Regions from separate parts of the Mus musculus genome. Here regions 1 and 3 are each linked to region 2. A link is a contact called in public HiCAR-type and HiChIP or PLAC-seq data. All regions are on one chromosome and are shown on one strand. The core of a region is the stretch at or near the end of the contact, and the rest is flanking DNA. Distances in the headings are between cores, read along the strand shown. Region 1 overlaps Mkln1 (muskelin 1, intracellular mediator containing kelch motifs). Region 2 overlaps Lncpint (long non-protein coding RNA, Trp53 induced transcript). Region 3 overlaps Podxl (podocalyxin-like).

What was found. HiCAR-type assays count read pairs that join an accessible place to other places. HiChIP or PLAC-seq counts read pairs in DNA pulled down with a chosen protein or histone mark.
Region 1: a contact with region 2 is called in a HiCAR-type map of astrocytes, with 3 times the contacts expected there. The contact joins two enhancer-like sites. A contact is called at or near these places in 1 of 15 datasets of contacts at CTCF or cohesin (the NIH/3T3 cell line), 11 of 484 Hi-C or Micro-C datasets (bone marrow-derived macrophages, cerebellar granule neurons, cerebral cortex and 7 more), 12 of 115 datasets of contacts at active chromatin or transcription factors (the NIH/3T3 cell line, astrocytes, bone marrow-derived macrophages and 8 more) and 1 of 9 other capture datasets (embryonic stem cells).
Region 3: a contact with region 2 is called in a FOXA1 HiChIP or PLAC-seq map of pancreatic cancer cells. The contact joins two enhancer-like sites.

The regions. Positions count from the first base shown.
Region 1 is chr6:31,453,126-31,457,862 of GRCm38.p6, reverse strand. The region is part of intron 8 of Mkln1 (muskelin 1, intracellular mediator containing kelch motifs); the gene reads right to left. Among named protein-coding and RNA genes, the nearest start is that of Mkln1, 57 kb to the right of the region's middle. Within about 2 kb of position 2,307, at least 27 of the 459 cell types and tissues checked have an H3K27ac peak or open chromatin away from gene starts, as enhancers often do. A contact at or near this core is called in astrocytes, oligodendrocyte precursor cells and stem cell-derived neural progenitor cells, where this site is marked.
Region 2 is chr6:31,098,284-31,103,171 of GRCm38.p6, reverse strand. All of the region lies in intron 3 of Lncpint (long non-protein coding RNA, Trp53 induced transcript), which reads left to right. Among named protein-coding and RNA genes, the nearest start is that of Mir29b-1, 38 kb to the right of the region's middle. Within about 2 kb of position 2,896, at least 102 of the 459 cell types and tissues checked have an H3K27ac peak or open chromatin away from gene starts, as enhancers often do. A contact at or near this core is called in astrocytes, oligodendrocyte precursor cells, pancreatic cancer cells and 1 more, where this site is marked.
Region 3 is chr6:31,516,445-31,521,454 of GRCm38.p6, reverse strand. It overlaps Podxl (podocalyxin-like), which reads left to right. Exons shown (of 8, transcript NM_013723.3): 8 at 1-1,962. It also overlaps a transcript of Mkln1 not described here. Among named protein-coding and RNA genes, the nearest start is that of Podxl, 45 kb to the left of the region's middle. Within about 2 kb of position 3,249, at least 124 of the 459 cell types and tissues checked have an H3K27ac peak or open chromatin away from gene starts, as enhancers often do. A contact at or near this core is called in pancreatic cancer cells, where this site is marked.

The DNA.
Region 1 (4,737 bases), core at 1,058-3,557, 360 kb before region 2:
GTTGAGTTCTAGTGCTAACTGGATCAAAACTGAAATGTCTTCCAAAGGCTTTTCTTGAAGTTGGTCCTAGTTGGTGGAACTCTCAGGAGGAGGCCTTAGTTGTAAGAGGTCGGTTACTAAGAGTAACCTTTTAGATACTATGCTGCCCTGGCAGCCTGTCCTCTTTCCTGGCCTCCACTGTGTGAGTAGTTCTGCCAACCCTTTCCTACACTGAACAAAACTCCCCTAAAATTTGTCAGGTGTATTGTCACAGTGACAAAAGGCCTTGACTAATGAAGAAACCTGATTCCAGAGAAGTAGGCCTGTTGTTGCCACTAACAAGGCCATGTGGTTCCTTGAACTTGGTTTGTAGAAAGAGCTTAGAAATGTTTAGGGCAACAGCCTAGAGAACAACTAGGATGGCAGAGGGAGAGCTTAGCTGGAATCCCAATGGAGCTCAGAAGACCATGTGACTGTGTAGACAGATTTGAAAACCTTTGTTTGTTTAGAAAAACTACACAAGTTTGAAACATGAAGACATGGTTTCTGAAGAGCTTGGTGCCATTTCAAAAGAAGCCAGGTTGAGACAATAGGAAAGATGCCACAGGAACATGTTGGGAATTGGCCAGATGCCCATCCACTGCAAAGAGTAAACACATTAGAAGACTTTTCATTGAGAAATCAGAGCCTCTAGGGCACTATGACCTCACACCAAAGGAAGTTATTTCCCAAAGATGATTTCACCATGCCGATCTACCCAGGCACCCTGAGCCCTCTTACACTGTCAGCAGACTTTGGTGTAGTTTACCTAATGCTGGTTTTGCAGACATATAGAATGCTAGAGTCAAAATCATGAAGGTTTCTACTCAGATTTCAAAGAAAGGCTTAGAGGTGAGACAATGTGTACATAGAGTTCCTGCAAGGGAAATGCATGAAGCTGTGGGGACGAAGCCAAAGATACAAATGAACACCAGGAAGTTAAGATGTTTCAGGAACATGAGATTATACTGAGGACTGCTGCAGGCAATGAGAAAAGCTAGCCTTAAAGAGAGGCCCTGTGAGTTTTAACCATCAAATGGTGAGAAGACAACCCTCTTAGAACTGGGCTCTCACATACCCTGGAGACTGGAGACAGGCTATAAACTTCATTTCTGTAAGTCCGTTCCTCCATTTTGGAAATGAAAATATTTACTCTTGTCATTTTATGTTTGAAGTTTACCTAACTTATTTTATAGAGACCTACCTATCTTTAAAAGCTTGAGTCTTAGCAGAGATTTTGGATTTGAACTTCTAGCCCTTACAGGCTGACTCCTAAAGGCTTGGTCATGGCTAAGAAGCACAAATTCAGTAGGTTCTAGGAACTGTAGGAGGTGGGTATAGCTAGAAGTAGGTCCCTGGAGCAGTGTTCTTAAGGGTTGTATCTTCTCTTAGTTTCCTGTCTATGTTGCCTCCTTCCTTCCTTCCTCCCTTCCTTCCTTCCTTCCTTCCTTCCTTCCTTCCTTCCTTCCTTCCTTCCTTCCTTCCCTCCCTCCCTCTGCTTCATGGCCACCATGATGGACTAAAACCTCTAAAACTGTGAACCAAAATAAATACTTTCTTCCCCCCTAAGCTATTTTTCGGAGGTATCTGGTACCAATGGCAGGAGATTGTTAATCTTATTACAAAACTCTGTTGGGAATCCCCCAGATCTAAGTTATATAAAAACATTCTGAAAGTTGTCAAAAATGAACATTTCTATTTTTAAAAAGGAAAAATTAACAAAAACAAACCTCCAGTTACCTTTCAGCTTCTAAGAATCCCAGACACAGTAACAACTGTATTACTGAACTGGAATCCAAGCTAACCAATACCTGGAATCCCTTTGGCACTATAAAACTATAAAACAATTATTTTAAACTACTAAAAATCTGTCTTATTTCGTAACTATAAAACAATCTATTATCATTAGTTAAATAGCATTGTTTCCTAAATGACATACAGTAATGTCCAGACACATAATTTTACAGGAAGAAGAAATCAAAGAATTTTCATCTGGCTTAAGATTATATGCCAAGACCTCACTATAACAGCAATTAACCCTGTTAATTTCTGAAGCTTGTAGAAGGAGGACCATATAACTAAAATAGCAGTAGCAATTGACCTTTTGTTTTATAGTACTTCTGGGCACCCTCTGGATAAGGTTACCCTGGTTCATTAACTTTAATAACCCTTCCTCTTAGGCTCTGAGTTCTCAATGTTCTTTCTGAAAAGCAGGTCTCTTTGTACGCATAAACTCTCACAGCAAAGAAAGCCCACATTTCCACAACAGCCTCATTGATAGCTGAGCAAAATAAAATCTGGCACAGGGCAAACATCCCAACAGAATCAAGCCAAGATGTCATTCCTGTCCATGGAAGCTTTGTGGCCCAACTGAAGCAATAGTACAGCGAAATGAATTCTGTAAAAACTTATTTTTTGATATACCCAAATAAAAGAGGTATAACAAAAAATTTTAATTACATCACCTAATCACTTAAGTTTCACAAAGATAAATCACCCAGAAACAAATACCAAAAAGTGTTACTAATATATAAAAGATAAAAAGGTTTAAACTATGAAGCTATCTAAGGAGAACTATGGAAAGAAGTACGGTGTAGAAAAGAAAGGAAAAGCATCAATCTTAGCAGGGAATCCGGCCTACTGGAAGTCCATGCCCACACATACAAGTCCTGTAACGACATGCGTGGATATCCTGAGGAACACAATCTTCCTCAAGCAGCAACCATCTTCTGTTCAGTATTCCCCTTAAAGGAATATAGGCTATCCTGGCTATCAATTTCTCTTAGCACTCCAACAATATCTATTTGAAAAGATTAAAGCACTGATTTGAACTTACAAACCACTGAAAACAAAGTTGGAATAGTTCCTTAGCCTTGAAAAACTTACAATCTGGATGTGACTATACAGGGTATGTAAGTGACCACAGGGCAGAGGAGACCAAGTCCCATATGAAGGCAAAAGCACAACAGGCAATCTAGGACAGAAGAGTACCTGGCTGAGGGACACAGCACAGACTTGGGGGAAGAGTAGCTTTGTGTTCTGGCACAGTAAACGAGGCACAGAAAAGCTGTTCAAGCAAAGTAAAATGAGTAACAATGATATGGAGACAGCGTGACAGCAGTGTTTTAAAGGCATAAACTCCAAAGTCAGGCTTCAATCTCCACTCTCTACAGCTGTGTGACCTCAAACGTCCTTGAACCACTAGTTTCCTAATTTCTAAATATGGTTACCTTTCATAAAGACACAGTGAAGACCTATACATTGCATTCAAAGAAGTTAAACTATATGATAAATAAGTAAATAAAAGAAAATGTATAAAAAATAAGGACACAAAGGTAGTGGCCAGACAGGAAGTTTAAAAAGACAGGCAGTGACTAGATCAGGGCTTAAACTTAATCCCACAAACACTGAAGGAACTATAGAAAACCTTAAGAAGAGGGGTTGGTTAGGATCTGAACTTGCTGCAGAACTGACTGAAAAGAAAGACATAGGGAATGAGAGAGATCGGTGGCAATATGATTAATAGTAGCCTATTTTCAAAATTTCAAGCCAATTTCCTTTAAGAGACCATTTCAGGCAATCACCAATCAATCCACAAATTACTATTTCACAAATGTTACAATTAAACTATAATTCTTGGGTACAAAGGATATAACATTTAGTACTAGAACCAAATAAACCATGGATCTACAGTGCTATAATTTACACATTGAACATGAATTAAAAATAAGGGAGGTATGTTAAAACAAGTAAAGAATTTGGCCTTTGTACACCATTTGTATACATTTTTGTATAGTAAAACAGGCTTTTGCTTCAAGTACTCAACTGCAGTATCTACCACTATACTTAGTAAATCAGGCTGCTGATTGCATAAACCTCCACAAGATGGCACACTACAATTAAACAAGTTTGCCCATTTTGAAACTATAGACTGTATCAACTATGTCCTAACAGATACAGCCAAAAAGTCAGACACAAAATCAAGTATCAACAAGAAGGCAGGAGCCAGTGAAGTGGCTCAGTGGATAAAGTCTGATGCCCTGAGTTAACCTGACTACACAAAGTTGTCCTCTGGCCTCCATATACACATTGTGACACTCACACTCACACTCAAACACAAATCATACATAGCACAAAAGGCAGAATTGTAGCCACATGAATGAATGTCTGATTGCAGTTAACAACCCAAACTCTACTTTATTCACGTCATTAAAAAGCTTAAGGGGAACTGAGATTTTTTTTTTTGAAGCACTTTAATATGGTTGCTACAGAGGTAGTCCAGGGTTCAGAAAGTTATGGAGAGCCTCTGCGACAACTCCACCAGCTTCTTTGCAGGTATCAAAGAATGGTATATGTTACCTGAGTCTTATAACCTACTCAGAGGGCAGCCATGGGATTTATACTTTAAGTTCCTAAAATTCAGCAATAATTACACGGGAAGAATAAATAACCTAAAATAAGACATTCTATGCTTAAAAAACAAAAACAAAAACAAAACACGTCTTTTCACACAACCTGTTTTACCTAAATCACAGTTGAAACCCAACTCACAATTAAAGAATATTAAGTAAACAGGTATCAGTTTCTGAGACTATAGTTAATAAAATTAACATACCGATAGATACAGTAAGACACAGCATCACATTTATCTGCTACTACGGAAAGTACAATATGGTTCATGATGGAATAAGTTTTGGCAATTAAATATTAAAATTTAAG
Region 2 (4,888 bases), core at 1,647-4,146:
TTTAAACAGATAAACAAGGCACATCATGCCTAGTGTTGCTTTGGGCTCATTCGCCCCTGCTTCAGAGTTCCTTGTAAGAAGCGCTATAACAAGTTGCCTGCAACTCAGGCAGGAGGAGGGAGGCAGAACGGCTTAAAATCATTGATGTTCAACAGAGCTGGGGCTCTCAGCAACTTTTTAGAGTAGTGCCAGCCACTGGGGACAGGAGAAAGTGGGACCGTCCACCTGCCAGGCCACTAACTGAACACGGAGCATCTGTTAATTTTGTCTCCTTAAGACCAGGCTTGCAGGCAGGAGCCAGTTCTCAGTCAGTTGTAGGTGCTGGTGTGAGCCCTGGCAGTTCTCAGTCAGTTGTAGGTTCTGGTGTGAGCCCTGGCAGTTCTCAGTCAGTTGTAGGTTCTGGTGTGAGCCTTGGCAGTTTCCTTCTTGGCAGTTGACCATCCTTGCTAAAGCTATGGTACCCTGCAACCACTTTGATGTGCATTCATTAATGTCCTTGTCTTCTTGAAGGAAGGATTGCTGTCCTTACTGATTTGCAATCGGGTGCTTTGAGCACAGTTTGTGTGGGGGATGTGTACAAAAGGTTGTATATGGTGGGCATGGGTGAAGTACACTTGGAAGATGGGTGTCAGGGAGTCACTGCCCAGCCCAAGAATCAGCACACACACACACACACACACACACACACACACACACACACACACACACACACACACGCTGCAGACGGTTTTATTTACAATTATTTTCTGGCTCTGAACAGACATAGGTTTTTATCACCACATAAGTTGGCATTGGTAGAAGCACTTGAAGACGTGACAGTGTGGCCCAACATTGTATGTGGTCTTCTTTGCAGCTTGAGTTTTTCTCCTGTGTTGCATTTGTAAAACTCGTACGGCTGATGGAGATGGCAACCGTGTCTTCCTCTGTGTTGCTTTGCTGTTCTGCATGTGACTTCATCACAGTTTTTCATTATCTCATTTATGGAAAGTGGGAGGAAAACAGGGATTGTGTTTCAGGCCTGTGGAGCGTGAGATGCGTCTGAGAAGCCGCTGAGGATACAGGTGTGCCTAGGTATGGGAGTGACCGACATGCAGACAGCATCCCGAATGTTACAGAACGCTTCTGTTGAGACTTGTGTGTCATACGGTGCTTATCTGTTATCTGTTGTGTGTCCTTCTAGTCGGTTAGTGTGTTGTCTCTTTGCTGTAGTGTGACATACAGAGGAGGAGTGAGGAGCATAGGAGCGTCTAGAGATGAGGAGAGAAACGTTTGCAAGCCCTAGGGTGATGCGAAGGTTAGCCATTGATGTTAGTGCCTCTCCAAGAGTCTTGGGAAATGGAACCACTATATCAGTTCTCACTGTCAATTGAAATACACCGTGGGGAAAGTCACCATGCTTCATTACAGTATCTGGTTAGCTAGCTCTTGTTCACTGAGTGCCAACATCACCTGCAGTAACTCCCATTCTTTACTCAAAGCAGGAGAAATAGAAACAGCAGTGCACAGAGGGTGGACCGGCACTTGAATGCATAAGATCCGTTCCTAAGAGCCATGTTCTCTCGCCCATGTGTGGCTGTTCTTACAGGCGTTGACCAGGTCCTGCAGCATCAGGCGTTCGGACATTTTAAACTCGTATTTCAGTGTGTCTACCTTGAATCCAGCTAAGAAACACCCTCGGTACAGGTAACGGACAGTCCCTCGGTCTGTCTGTATGGATTAGTACCTGTTACACTCCCTAGCTCCTGGCTGCCCCTTGTGCTCCACAAAATTGATCCAGATGATCTGATTCACGGGGGTTTGCTTTAATTAAAACATTAATTTAAAAGTGATCCTTAAGCTGTTTGCCTGTCACTACCCAGAGTCAGTAAACAGTGACAGGGCCTAGCCCCCTGTCTCTCAAGCACATACTTGCTCAGTATTAATAAGCCATATATCTCCAGGGGATCTGGCAGAGATTTAAAAGCACTTAAGTTTATGCGATTAAATATGAAGGATTTTTTTTTAATATTAAAGAGACCAGGCAGTGACCAGAGCAAATGTGCTTTTCTCTGAAGACCTTTGACAGTCAGGGGTGCTGGGATTAGATCAGAGAGCTGTCATTGTGGGATGCTGAGGGAGTTCAGTTCTGTAATGCATGATCCCACCAATGGGTAGGTGGCGCTGTGGTGACTCAGGGGAGAAGGAGGTGGGCTAACTGAGTTGGTGCCTCCCTGTGTGTGCAGGTGCTGTGCAGTTAGCTTCCTGTGCTTATGGAAAAGCTTCACCACACAAGTAAACAGTGTGCGTTTCCAGACGCTATGAGTCGTCCACCATCTGAAGACAAAGCAGAGAGTGACAAATCACCTTTGTCAGCAGGACCTTGCCAGAGAGATCAGTGTCCCTGCACTAATCACATGTGGATAGGTTCACGGAGAAACACTTTGGGGAGAAGGCTTTCTGCAGCGTGGGAGCTGCATTTCTAAGGTTAGCGTGATGGGATTTGAATGGAAGACACAGTCTGATGGTGAGCAAAAGTGTCCATCCTGCCTGTTGATTCAGACAGTTCCCCAGATGGGAGAAATGCGCGTCTGGCTCTTCCACTAGGTGTTAGGTGGTTGTTGTATACGGTGAATCAGCTCGTGGCAGTAGGTCAGGGTCATGTCAGTAACTGTTCTGGGTGAGCTGCCTCAACACAGGAACATTCTTTTCTTTGTCTCTGAGAGGTTCCTTGGCCATGTACTTCCTGCAGCTGCGGGCGAGTCACTGCCATTCTCTGTAGCCCTTGTCATTTGCCCTCAAGACCACAGTCTGACCCGGCAACCCTTGTGGCGACAGCACACCTTTCAGACCTTGGTGAGCTGCTTCTGACCCACAATCTGAATCGCTGTGATGAGTTGTGCGTGGTGACGGCCAGTGAATGAATGGAAAAGAACACAAGGGCAAGAAGCCAGGAGACCGGCACAGGCACTCAGACCTCTGCTCTGGGGCTGCCATCTGAATGGGCAGCTGGACTTGATAATCTTTGCTGGCACGGGTGACCTGTTTGTGACGTTGTGGAATAAGTCATATGATGAAGAAGCAAACATTCCATTGCATCTGGACCTGGGAGCTCTGAGTGTCCTGAGCATCCTACCCTGGTGACATGACCTGCCTTCCTGGCTCTCCTGTGTGAAGTTGCTCTCCATTCCCCTGCTCATAAGTAGCTGTATAAACTGAATATATCCTTTTACTAATTTTTGTGCGTGTGGGTGGTAAGAATACAAAGAAATTGCTTAAGAAGTCCTAGTTTGTAAAATTTTATACACATTGTAGGCTCCATGCTCATGAGACACACTGTGTAAAGAAAGGGAAATGTAGAATATTTGTCACAGTTTTTAACTGAGCATAGACCTGTGATCACAGAGCTTGTGGGAGAGGGTAGTGGAACCTCTGCCTGCTGCGGCTGATGACACGGTCAGGAGAGAATCTCCCCAGTGCCTATGCCTCCACCTCTGCCACAGGGGAGGTTGTTGTTAAGGGTCCTGGCGTCTTACGTGGGTTCACACAGTCGTATTTACCAGAAGTATAAACGGTGCGCATGAGAGTATGAGAGGAAACAGGTGAAGTGCTGATTACAAAAGCCAGCAGTGGCTGCCCCCCATACTCCCTCCCTCCCTCCCTCCCTCCCTCCCTTCCTTTCACCATTTTTCTCTCTTCCCATTTCCTTCCTTTCTCCTTCCTTTTCCTTCTTTCAGCATCCACCATGTTCAAACAAGATCACCACAGACCTTCACCCTTCTTCCCGAAGCTTTCAGGCTTAAGGAGGAAGCAGACTGGGTAGGCAGGGCACACAGGCAGTCAGAGGCTTTGGTGGAGCATGGACCACAGGGCATCTTCTCAAAACCTGCCCCAGCTCAGGACGGCCCTTCTGTCCCAGATCCACCAGCACGAACACTAGGTTTTGTGGAGCTGTGCAGCACAGAGTAACTTTGAGAGATTGCTGCTAGAGATTTTCTTTTTCAAAGAGATGATGGGTGGACAGGCAGACATAGTGGACGGCTCCTCGAGTGTGCTTTACAGAATTAGGCAGTGTCTTTAAGTGTGAAATTGAAAGAGAAAACTTTTTCAAAAGTGGCATTCACAAATAAATTGGAGCAGATGTCTTCATCCAGCACCCACCCCTCTCAGAAATGGAGCTGGAGTGGGCGGGAGCTACTTCTGTGGTGTGGATGGCACTGCCCATTCCTAATGAAGACTACCGGAGAAAGAGCAGCAGTGGCATCAGACTGAAAACAGCTTTGATCCACTGCAGGACTCAGGCAGGAGAGTGCTGGGAGGAGAGCCGCCACCCTGCCCAGCTGAAGAGGCCGGTGGGCTAGCTCAGCCTCAGCTTGTGAGTGTGGGCACTAGAGAGGCTCTGAAGCCCGAAGCTTTTCAGCACGGTTTGTTTTCTGTTGCTGAAAGGACTGTGGAGTCCAGGTTCTTTGTACCTCCCCACCCCCCTGGTTTGACAGCATGTCTGATCTGGACTCTCCGGATCTGTCTCTGGTCCTCTCAAATCCGAGCGTCTCCTTCCCTTGGTCCTTCTGAACTGGAAACAAGCAGGCAGGCCTTTAGAACTCACCCATTTTAGAAGATTCCCAAAAGAAGAGTTCACTGAAGCTGGGAATTACCTTTGCAATGCACTCCTCATTAGGGACGACTGTTCGTGCGCTGAACTTGTTCAGCTGTGTGGTTGATCACATATTTAGGAAATTTTAAAATAAACTTTAATGTTACAAGCATTACTTACATGAGGTTCTAGGTGTTTTGTGAACAAGTGGAACACTAGACTTGTTCATGGCATGAATTCAATCTAGACCCCAGTGGTTGTCGGCATTGCTGAATACCAGGCAGCCGAGCATTTGCTTCAGATAAAGACGTGTGGAGG
Region 3 (5,010 bases), core at 2,000-4,499, 420 kb before region 2:
CATCTTTACCACTGTCTCTCTGAGATACAGACTAGAGAGAAAGAAAAGGCTGACAGAAGTCAGGGAAGGCTCCTAGTGAGTTTCACAGGAGCTTGAAAAAAAGGCTAAGAAGAACTCAACAAGCCCCTTGGCATGCTTCTCTAAGGTTTGCAGGGGAGTGTGGGGAACAGTGCCAACTGGGGGGGGGGGGGGAATTAGGTCTGTTTGATCCCTGCATTAGGTTCTGCCACCCAGTGGGTTCATTCTGTCATGGTCCGAGAGGCAGACAGGATTTCTTCTTCTCAATGGGGCAAGGCCATTTGACAGACCGCAAATGCTTTTTCTGCAAACTGGTCACAGATTTCAACCCTACAGTCTGTCAGCTATGATTGTAATATTAGACAACAGATAGTGTGTCTGGGCTGGAGGAACAGCCATGGCTCTGACCAGACTGGCCCAGTGTTCCTTCTTGTGCACTCAAATTGTGTAGCCTTTTATTACCTGGCCTTCACTTGCTCTTACGGCTGGGACATCTGTTCAGCAAGACATGCTGCTAGCATCTATAAAAGTCATCTTCCTGTGGTTATGACCGGGTTTTTAGAGCTGTTAACTCAGAATCTCAGGCCCAGTCAGAGAAAAGGGAGAGGAAGGGAACTTTAGAGCCAGCTGTACCAAAGAGAAACCAGAGCTCTTCATTTCAGTGGCAAATGGTTCTCCCCTAGCTGCAAACCCCAAGGGCCCGATGGCTGTGCCTGAGCACACCCAGCAGCTCTTGTGCTCCCACGTGCATGTCAAGAGAGGCAGGTGAGCATGGGGCACTGAGCAGTCTGCCCGGCAGAAAAGGACCCAGACTCATCTAGGACACTCACTTCTATCTTCCCTGATAGAGTGAGCCAGCCCACTCTATCAGTGTTTGAGTTCTATTGGTCTTTGCCTATTTTTTGGACAATACACTGGTGAAACTTTGGAGAGTAAGTTGAAGTTGACAAGATCTATGCATATTTTTGACAATGTAAATACAAGAGCCACATGTTTATTTACCTTGTACTACTTTCAGAGAGTAAACTTGGGGTAAAGATTTGATAGCTATGAGAGATAGCTAAGCCTCCCTCCCCACTTCTGAACAAGAATGTAAATGTCTATTTAGTAGAGATGACTTTTTTAAAAATGAAGAAAGTAACAAGACAGGCTGGTAACAAACGTATTTGCCTTGGAGATAGTGGATTTACACCTCCCCTGCCAAGTCGCAGTCCTACTGCAGTTCAGGCTGGAGTTGAGAATGGTCTGTGATGGTCACGGGGAAAGGTTTGGAGATACAGTCTAGTCTCCCTACAGGAAATCACATCTGAAGACACAAAGAGTCTCCCCAGGGACAGGGACAAGAGGAAAACACGCATCCCACACTGCCCACCCTGTGCTGCGTGTTTCTCAAGAACAGGGAATTAAGGACTGCAACTTCTAGGTACAAGGTTATAGGAGACCGCCAGCCTTCCTCACGATGACCCTGGAGGGGCTGGGAGAACACAAGGGACAATAGCAGCCATATTTGGGGCTCTGGAATCATGTGGTCCGAGGTGTAAATAAGCATTCTAGGGGCTTGGGTTTTTGTTTTTGTTTTCCTGTCAGGAATTAATTTTGAAAACTCCTTGAGGAATGTCCAGCAGAATGAGGCTCAAAGGGACTGCATAGATGAAGGCAGAGGGGGAGAAGCCCTGTGTAGAACAGCCTGTGTCACCGTCAGGTGTCTGATGCTTCCCTCGGTCTGCCGCAAACCCACCACTGGCCAGGATCACTGTTTTGTGGGGGCCTTTCTGTTTGTGAATGTCAACCAGCTTGCCCAGGAGATTGGGGGAGTGTATGTTGTAGTGGACAGGGGTCTAAAGTACACTGGAATTTATTGAGAGATTATAGTTAACTATTGCATTTTCTTATAAAGTCTATTTTGGAAAATTGTACACTGTCAATAAAAATGCTTTTGTGTAAGCTGGTTCAGGCCCTAGTGTTTTGCTTTGGCTTAAAATTCTCCACCTGAGCAGGGACATTAGCTCCTTCTCCTGTATAATTGGGCAGCATCCCCTGCTCTCATCAGCACCTGCAGCATTCCGCCAGTAGAGGGGGAAAGAGGAGATGCTGGAAGGAGTGGAGGACCGCAGGGCCAGCGCCTGAGAGGACCATGTTCCTTGCTGTGCAATGTTTACAAATTTGTCACCATCTAACACCCTTCTTACTTCTGCCTGGAGTGTAAAGATATGTGACCATCACCAATGAAAGATACCATGCCAGTTGGGTGTGAAAACACCACCAAGAGATAAAACCAAGCGCTAGAATCCAGCTCGGGTCTGCACAGAGAGGTGGTGCTTCCCCTCTCACCCAGTGAAGGATGGAGCTGATGGGCGTGAATGTGACACATCTCTCGGCCACATTACCAACAGCTACATTTTCTCAGGGCAAGAGAACCCTACGTACCAGCTTGAAGTAGGGAAAGGGAAAGGTCTGCCCTGCAGAGCTGGCCCATCTCTGCCTCCACCTCAGCAGTCATATGACATCTTCACCTCATTTATAGGAAACTCACCGTACTACGTGATAGACTGCAGACTTCCTCTCTTTGGCTCAGGCCCTGACTCCATCTTTTCTCTCTTCAGTGCCAGATTCTTTTCTCCATACCACCATCATGCCTGAATTCTAAAAACAAACTTCATTTCTGGATTACATCCACAGTTACCAGGATGTTTTGTTTTGTTTTGTTTTTTGGTTTTTTTTTTCCCCTTAATCTTTTGTGCACTAGTAGGCAAGTGACACCCAGAGGGGTAGGCCAGAGTTAGGGCCAGGGTATTTTGAGGTTAACCTCATGAGTATGCCAAAGACACAGAAAAGATCTAAATGCCAGGAACTCCCAAAGGACCATGGCCCTGCTCAGGCACTGTTCTAACAGTGACTCACAGTTTATCACAGCCCACAAGTTAGCTCTAAGGCTCCATTCTCTTCCGGAGTAGTCGCTGACCTGGCTCCTTGCCCTAACAATCTAGAGGTCCTCTTAGTTGATTTTTTTCAACCTATAAGCTCCCTCCCAAACCACCTCTCTTCTGAACCCAAAAGGAAAAAAGAAAGATAGGACAGGCAAACACTCAGGGGCATTTCTCAAACACTTCCTTTTAATGAAACCGACAGGAGTCTCTCAGACGATCTACTGCTAATATTTACTTGTACAGTTGAGACTGGTCAACATGTCCCAGTTTGTACAGTCTGTACACCGCTAAGCCTCCTCCTCTCTTGGATTCTGCCAATCATCAAGGCTTTCCAGCATAGTGGACAGATCCTGGCTCTTGTCTTCGCTGTTACTGACTGCCCTGCTTTTCCTGGCTGAGGGCACAGGACAGTTTCTGTGGCTATCCAAGGCACTGTGGAAAGGGCATCATGCTCAGCTGCCTCCCATCTCTTCTCTTCTGAAACAAAAACCGTGAAGGAGGGGACGCCTAATGAAGCGAGAGGAAAGAGCAGACAGCACACGCTGCAGCAGAGCCACCCTTTTCCAACTGAACCTTCCGAAGTTTGCTGTTTGTGGACATGACCAGTACTCCACTCCCCCACCCCACCCTCTGCCATGGCCTCTGGCTGTCAGTCCAGAGAGTACCCACAAAGCTGCCACTTGTGATCTGTAGGCCTGACCTCACTGGACAGGAGCAGCTGCCATCTTAAATGTGACAGGAGATGTGACAAATGTGTCAGCATGATCCCCATCTTGATCCCTTTAATTCTCAGGGGCATTAACCAAGGAAAGGGCAATTTCTTACCTTATCAGTGTACCTCATGTTTTCCTGTTTTGAGAACACAAAGAAATATTACTTCTGAGCCCTACTAAAGTATACCCTAGCAATGAAAGCACTGCAGGGAGAGGTTGATTTTAAGCCCTAAGCTGAGTACATACACCGCAGGCACATGAAGCCTGGCACATTTGAACTTTATCAGATGACAGGTGGAGAGACCTTGTTTTACAGCCCACCCCAACTTCTTAACCCTAACATCCCGCTTGGTAGAGTTCTGGACGTACTTTTTAGGTCTGGCCCTTAGCGCTTCTTTCTCCTCCACAGCCGAGACAGAAGCCTGGCCTGCTCTGACCCTGGAGGGCAGCAGCGCCTTCCTTTACTACTTTTCCTACGGCTCATTTTGTTTCAACCAAGTTGTCCTTGTCCTTTTAAACCAGTGTGACCAAAACCCAGGAAACAAGTTCAAATACACAAAAAGATTTTTTTGTTGATTGCAGACAGATTAATCCTCCCCCCCCCCCCCACCATGAAACGATTTACCAGGGTTTCTCAAAACTGGAAACTTCCCCAGAAAGTCTGCAGTACTCTGAGCAGTCTCAGGGGGAGCACCAAGGCCTGTGCGGCCCATCACCATCACCTCTGAAAGCTTGACTCACACACGGTAGGGTATATCATGTAGCTCAGGCTAGCCTCAACATCTCCATGTAGTTAGGCATGACCTTGAGTTACCCTACTCCCCTTCTATACACTGGGATTAGAGCCATGTGCACCCCACCCTGCAGTTTGTGAGTGGGGAACAAACCTAAAACCTCCTGCATGTTAGGCAAACATTCTACTGACCCCCCCCCCGCCCCCATAATGTAATTTAAAAAAAATTTCAAAGTAATTTTGGCAAACACGTGTCCATATGTAACTTTTTATTAAGAAAAGGAACAAAATACACTCTCCTTATGTACATACATACAACATAATTCTATAACTGCAGTTGTTTAGCAGTGATCACTCATTTACTTATTCACAGAGTTAGTGATAACACATACCAAACCTGGGGTCAGAAAATTACTTTTACCAGAAAGAAATCCTAGAAAGTCCACAAGGATTAGACAACAGCTAAACCAGAGGATGACGCTAGCCTGGGGATGGGGAAGATCGCAGAGCTCGACAGAGCTGGAAGAGATGAGCTCAGACCCAAGGGCGCTGTTTAAATGCTTCAGTCACACATGCTGGCCTTCCATGATACTGTTTCTGATGCTCCAGTCTGGGGTGG